Regions from separate parts of the Ovis aries genome. Here region 1 is linked to region 2. Evidence: chromatin contacts called from public Hi-C data. All regions are on one chromosome and are shown on one strand. Each heading gives the region's core, a stretch centred on a gene start, on an enhancer-like site or on the middle of the called end of the contact. The rest is flanking DNA. Distances are from core to core; before and after follow the strand shown.

Evidence for each region. Hi-C and Micro-C count contacts between places; a contact is called where the count stands out from the background.
Region 1: a Hi-C map of hypothalamus shows a contact between it and region 2, with 6 times the contacts expected there. The contact joins the promoter of SPRED1 here to the enhancer-like site in region 2. A contact is called at or near these places in 3 of 16 Hi-C or Micro-C datasets (hypothalamus, muscle and tail adipose tissue).

The regions. Positions count from the first base shown.
Region 1 is chr7:32,048,274-32,051,650 of ARS-UI_Ramb_v3.0, reverse strand. SPRED1 (sprouty related EVH1 domain containing 1) reads right to left here and starts at 1,711. Exons shown (of 7, transcript XM_027971661.3): 1 at 497-1,711. The coding sequence starts at 528.
Region 2 is chr7:31,865,179-31,868,495 of ARS-UI_Ramb_v3.0, reverse strand. No RefSeq gene overlaps it. Among named protein-coding and RNA genes, the nearest start is that of TRNAC-GCA, 82 kb to the right of the region's middle. Within about 2 kb of position 1,920, at least 42 of the 54 cell types and tissues checked have an H3K27ac peak or open chromatin away from gene starts, as enhancers often do. A contact at or near this core is called in hypothalamus and tail adipose tissue, where this site is marked.

The sequences.
Region 1 (3,377 bases), core at 462-2,961, 180 kb before region 2:
GCTTAATCGGTATTTAAGAAACACTGACTCATCGAATTAAGATTCAAGTGCAGTTTGATGCAGGAGGTGCTCCCACCCATTAGTTTCCAAGTGAAACAGCTATAAAGGAGGCAAAATGGATATTTAAGGTATGTTGATTGGTGTGCTAAAGTGAAAAAGGACAGGCCAGAGGTCTTCCAGGCACTGGGTGGGATAATTGCTACCCCTCCTCCATCCATCCATATTATTCCATCTCATGGACAAACAATTGCCATCCCAGGCCAAATTCAATACCTTCTCCAGAAGAAAGCAACTAAATGCTGGCGGTGGGGGTCCGGGGTTCCTGCCATTAAATAAAATGGCTAAAGAAATCAAATGTTTTCTCCAGAACAAGATGCACTCAAACTCTCCACGGTTGCAAGGACCCAAGTCCCCGAGGAGGTCTGGGAGGGTGACGAGGAAAAATGGGGCGGGGGGGGGGGGGGTAGTTAGTAATCAAAATCAGTGAGGTGCTTACTCGTTGTCAGAAGTCGCCGTCTCCTCGCTCATCTTTCCCTCACCGCGATCCGATCTGGAGATGGAGGAGCAACAGCAGGCAGAGGAGCAGCAGCAGCACTGAGGGGCAGGAGGCAGCGGCGGCCGGGGGGGCGCGGGGGCAGCGGCTCAGGGGCCTCACCATGGTGGATGCCTCACCCGGAATGGTGCCCCCCCAGCCGGGAACCCCGGCCACCCCCGCAGGGGGGTGGCGGCGACAACCTCCACCGTGGCGACCCCAGCCTCTTCCCCCGCCTCAGCGTCCAGCCAAAGGATCCGAGGAGGCCGGGGAGGGTGGGAGCCAAGCAAAAAAGGAAGGGGGGGCTGCGAAGGTGGACTGGAGACCGTCTCCTCGGGCCACGGGTGGAGCGCGGCGGGGTCCGGCCAGGAAGGAGCAGGCAGGCGGGCTGAGAACCCAGGAGCAGAGGCGGCGCTTCCCTCAGGGATGCGGCGAGAAGGAAGCAAGGATCCGCTTGGTGGGGGCCGGCGGGGGGGTGCCGAGGCCAGGCTCCGGGCGGCGGCGACGCGGTCCTGCCGGAGCCCACCCCACCATCTCCCGCCTCGCCGCCGGCTGCCCGCTCAGCCCCGGGCGGCGATCGGGCCGGTCCTTCCGGACGAGCAGAAGCGGGCGAGGGGCCTCACGGCGGCGGATTCCTCCAGACACGCTCCGGCCGGGACGACTCCAGAAGGGGGAGGAGGGGGCGGCGGGGCGCGTGTGAGGCAGGGGCGGGCGAACGTATCGTCCTCACCCGGGTCGGAGAAGAGCGGCACGCCCGAGGGGCAGGGTCCCGAGAAGAGGCGGGAGAGCGAGGAGACCGGCCGCGGGTGCCCCACCAGACGGTGCCCACCAGCAGCTCCGCGGGCCAGCTCCTCACGCTCGCCAGAGGGGAGCCGCGAGGGGGGCGGCGGAAGCGCTCACGCCGCCCGCTCCTTCCGCCGCCGCCGCTGCCCGAACCAGGGGCGCCCGCGGGAGAAGGAGGCGAAGTAGTCCCTGGCGATTTCTGCAGGCCGCCGGCTTCCCTGAGGGCCAGAGCGGGTACGGGGCGGGGTTGCCGCGCGGGGTGCCCGGACTGAGAGGGCGTGTAGGTAGGAGGACTAAAAGCTGCGACCTCCGGACGAATCACTGCAACTCGAAGTCGTGTGCAGCATAGCAAGTTTCAGGAAAGTAGTTCCTCCTCCCTTCATTTCCCAAATCGTTGTCGAGCCACCGAGCTGGGAGAGGAGGAGGGAGGCGGAGGGATACGCAGGCACCGTGCTCGTGTGCGTGCGCGCGCTCCAAACTCTTGGCACGCCGCGAAAGGGGGCGGGGGTGGGAGCTGCACGGGGAGCCGCTCGGGAGGTTGCATTGTTGCGGCGTGCTGCTCCCCGTTACTTGCTTTGGAATATGCTGGTTGTTTGAACAGAAAAGCTAGAGTGACAGTGTGCTCCCGGAGGAAACTGGAGGCCTCTCTGTTCTGCTATGTGTTTGTGTGTGTGTGTGTGTGTGTTTTCCTTGCAAAGAATGGAACTGGCATGAGTTCATCTTTAGTTGGTGGGGGTTGGAGAGAGGGACTGTACAAAGAGAGCTCCGCCTGCTGTCCCTCTGGTTGCACTGCTGCAGTCTCCTAGCTGCATGCCCAGAGTGTGTGTGTATGAGAGAGAAAGAGCGAGAAGAGAGTTTTAGTATCTTGGATTCTTACTGCGCAAGGGGTATGCTGCGCGGGGCATTCATCTCTGAAAGCTAGACTGGTTGTTAATGGAGAACGACTCCCATTGAAGCCCTGGGTAGGCGTGTTACAAGAATCTGGCGCAGCCAGAAGCACAGGAAATAACTCCCGCTGCGAGTGAGGTTGCATAACTATAGCGCAGAAGATGCCTCTGTGGCACGCACGAACTGCTCTAAACGGAGGCGGAACGATTATTTAATAGGCAGCTGTCACGTTTGCATTGTTAGAGGGCAGTGTGTGCATTCAGCTCAAACGGTTTTTGCACAGAAACCTGCTGGGGTTGCGGGCTGGAGTCGACGTCTGCGGGACCGGAGGACTCAGAGTTCCTGTCTGCAAATTCTATTATCCCTCCTCTACCTAGAAAGCCAGCCTGTACATGATCTGGCCTGGGGGACTGAGTCCCAGGTGTGTGACGCATCTCCCTAGATATCAGTCCAGCTCTGTATGCAGTGCTCGTCTGTCATTCTTAGGTTTATGCAACCTGAGAATGAAGGTCGTTGCTCCTGCCACCTTGAAGGGTAGGACAGTTCCTGAGGAAGAAGAAAGTGGGAGAACTCAACAAACCAGCACTCCTCTTGCTTTCTCCAGAAAGTGTCACGGTCGCTGTTCTCAGGAGCCCCACACCAGCCTACTAACAGTGTTTTGGACGTTGTTATTTTAGTGACAAAGTCGTGTCCGACTCTTTGCGACCCCATGGGCTGTAATCCACCAGACTCCTCTGTCCATGGGATTTCCCAGGCAAAAAGAATACTGAAGTGGGTTGCCATTTCCTTCTCCAGAGGAACTTCTGACTCAGGGATGGAATCCCAATCTCCTGTCGTGGCAGGCGGGCTCTTTACTGCTGAGCCACCAGGGAAGCCTGTTTGGACATAGTAGGTGTTTAATAAACGTTTGGGGGAATAAAGGAGTAGAGTCAGTCTGCCCAGAAAACTACCCTATTGATTTCTAAGGTTTCTTTATGTAACTCTTGCTTCTTTCTCAGAGCAAGGAACGGGCTGTGTTGATTACAGGAAGAGATAAGGGGATCCTCCATAGTCAGAGGTTATCTCTGTTACCTCTGAACCTGCGTTTTTGGTCTTGTTTCTGCAAGGAACTTGTAACTGCGGGTATTGGTACTACCCTGCTCTCCTTCCAGTGCCACTGCTCACCACTTTGGCA
Region 2 (3,317 bases), core at 671-3,170:
ATAACAAGGCTGCTCAGAATAGGTAGTGACAATTAACTTCCACTATTTTGTATCCTGAAAGGGTAGTTTCAGTGTTACATTAGGAAATCCTCGAATGGTTTCTTTCCAGGTGGGACTGGATGAAGCAGCTTCTTCCTCCCATAGTCTTCAGGCCTATAGCGTGACCTCTTTCAGAAACACAAAGACCTACATCTGGCTAGAGTTTCTGAGGCTCCCAACTCCAGATCTCTGTACCCAGGGTGTATTCTTGCATGTTTGTGCATAAAGTTTAAGTAAAGCCTGGCGTGCAAGAGATCAGGTTCAGGCAACAGACTGCCCTGCTTGGACACTTAACATCCTTGAGATCTTGTTAAAGTTACTCTCTCAGCCTTGATTTCTTTTTCTGTAAAATTCAAATAAGGTTAATAGCAAACCTCAGAGGTTACTGTGAGGATCAAATGAGGTAATGTCAAGTGCTTAGAACGGTGCCTGGAACACCACAAGCGTACACCCACACACACTCTCTCTCTCACATATTCTGATTCCTTTGTACCTTCACAACCAACCACTGCAAAGTAACCCTATCACCATTTGAACATGCTGAAGGTTTTTTTCCAGCAAGAGGAAAAGTCTTAAAGTGGTGAGTTTTTATTTTGTTGTGTTTTTTAAACCACATCAAGGATGCAATATTTTACTTTAAGGAGGGAGGTCAGCAGTATTCAAAATGCAGGGAGCAAAAAAAAAACACAGGGAGCATTCTTTCTGAAAACACTTGAAGATTCCCTTCTAAACCTCATTTCAATCCCAGGTTCTCACCTTTCCTCCACCAACACAAGGGAGGCCTTTTCTGATACACAGGGAAAAAAAGACATCAAATATGTCTTTTTGAACAATAATTTTTCTTGGAAATTTTCTTGTTGAAAATTATTTTTAGGGTTATTTTGCAAGTTTGATTGAGGGCAATTTTTACTAAGATGAACCAGCTTCCTTTTGAGTGTGGGCACTTCATTTCCCCTCCCAGATCTTATCTGCCTCTTATCTGTGAAATGAATGGATTAGAGTTGATAAGTCTTCCTATATCTGGTGGTCTTTGATTCTGCCATCGTTTCATCTACTCCATAGGAATGTGGCTCTGGAGCCTGTTTGTGCTTTAGATTGTGGACTAGGAATCAAGCCCCAGCTCCCCCACCCACCTCCCACTCCACACCCTCCAACTGCCTGGGAATTAAGGGAAAAGAGGCTTGAAACCCTTTTATTTGACGTTAGAGCTCTCCGTGGCATTAACCTGTTGCTGGTCTAACGTGTGGGACAGAGGAAATGTGCTTCACAGCTGTAAACAGGGGTAGTGAACAAGTGCGTTTTCTTTTCTGTTTTCCTTTTTGCCAGGGGTGAGACGGGGGAGGAGAAACAGTGGTCTTTGTTGTGAAGCCATAGTTCCAAACTTCAGCCTAGAGGAATGTTTAAGTTCTGAAAAAAAGTTAACGGAGAAGGCCTGCAATGATGTACTTCCAGTCACAACAAGAGGGTAAGAACGTTCCGGGCGCTGGACTGAAGAGACACAAAAGTCAGGAAGTGACCCTTTCGTCGGGATTTCAGAGGCCGCGGACGAGAAACAAAGTCCTCTCACAACTCGGGGAACTTTGGGCCGTACCATCCCGAGGGGCAGGGGTGGCGGAGCCGGGGGCGGGGGGAGTGGGGGCGGGGAGGGCCGTGGAAACTGACAGCTCGGTTCTGAACGAGCCGTGAGCAAACTGAGAATTTCCACGCTGAAAAGACTCGGTGTCCGCTGATCCCGCGCCCTGAAGTGGAACCGGGGATCGGCAGATCCTCACTGCAGAGTCTGCCCAAATAGAAGCCGCGGTGGCCCTGGCGAGAGCCGGCCTCCTGAATCCGGGCCTGTGCGCGCCCAAGCGGGCCGCGCGCCCGGGTCTCTGGATGGCGTGCCGGCGCAGCCCATCTGCGGCCGCGCGGCCGGGAGGAAGCCGGCCCTGGCGATGAATGGGGCTTTGTTCGCGGGCAGCCAAAGCTGCCCTCGGCAGGCCCAGATCGCACAACGGAGGCTGTATGCGAGCGGAATGGAAATAAGCCTGCGGGCCTCCCGAAGGAGCCCCGTCCCCTTCCCTTCGCCGAGCAGAGGAATGCTGGCAAGCCGGAAAGGAGCCCTCGCCGGGAACGCTGCTCTCGCGGCTCTGAAACCCCATTGAGAAGAGCCCTTTGATGCAATTAAAGCGCATTTCATTGCAGGCCGGGGAGGAGGGAAGGCCCATCCAGCTTTTTTTCTGTCTCGAGCGTGTTAGTGTGTGCACCTTTGTGGGGCGGGCGACTTAGAGAGCAGGCGGGAACTGGAGCCCCGTCTCTCGCAGACATTCTGTAACATCGTAAAGAAGCACCCATAAACAGATTGGTTTTCACCGTGGGTGGAACCCAGTTTGAACAACATCCAGGCTGACCTGCAGGCCAGCGTTCCTGCTTTGAAAGACTCTTTGGTAAAACTCACACCACCTGCCCTGCTGTAAAGGTTTAGGCGGACAAGAAATTGCGTTTGAAGGAGGAAGTTGTTTTTGAGGTCATTGCTCCCGGTTTTCCATTTTCTCAGAGGTGTAGTGGGCTATGTCGCAGGTCCAGAATTGGTCACAGTAAAATATAAAATGTAGATGTAAAACGACGTAACCTGAAAACGTTGACGTTCTTGGATGCGACTGCTATTTTAGTGCTAGGATTATTCTCTAAGATTTCCCTGTTTCCTCCATTGAGACAACTGTGTGGCCCTGGGAAGACCCAGGTAGCCTGAGTTTAATATTTTTCATCTGTTAAAATGAATAACAAAAGGCCAGATAACTGCTACCATAAAGCTCTGGGTGCTAGCAGGATTCTTTCTAAATTGGAGGTGAGCACTTGTGTAAGATGTATGGGCCTGAATCTGCAGTAAACGTCAATGTAAAAGGATCACAGTTTTTTGTTGACTTTGCACCAATTATAACTGGGGCTAATAGTCTGTCAGTTTCCACTAAGAATATACCTTCTTGAGGACAGGACCCTGTCTTTTATTCTGGCCTCCCCTGTCCCCAGAGCATTGCCTGACCATCATGAGTGGGCAACACATACGTGGAATACAAAGAATTAATACTAACTTGATGCCATTTTCTGTCACTTACTATGTAAATAAGAAATAGAAGTTTGGTGGGTATTGGGGACCCTTGGCTAGGTAGAAGTTTGAAAGAAGGAGCAGGAAAACATTTTGAGAGCACAGACATGCTGCAAATGTTTCCTGAAGTGACCGAAGCAGAGCAGGGCACTGAGGTGGAGGAGGCATTCTTTTTCCCTGAGTGGATGGTTAG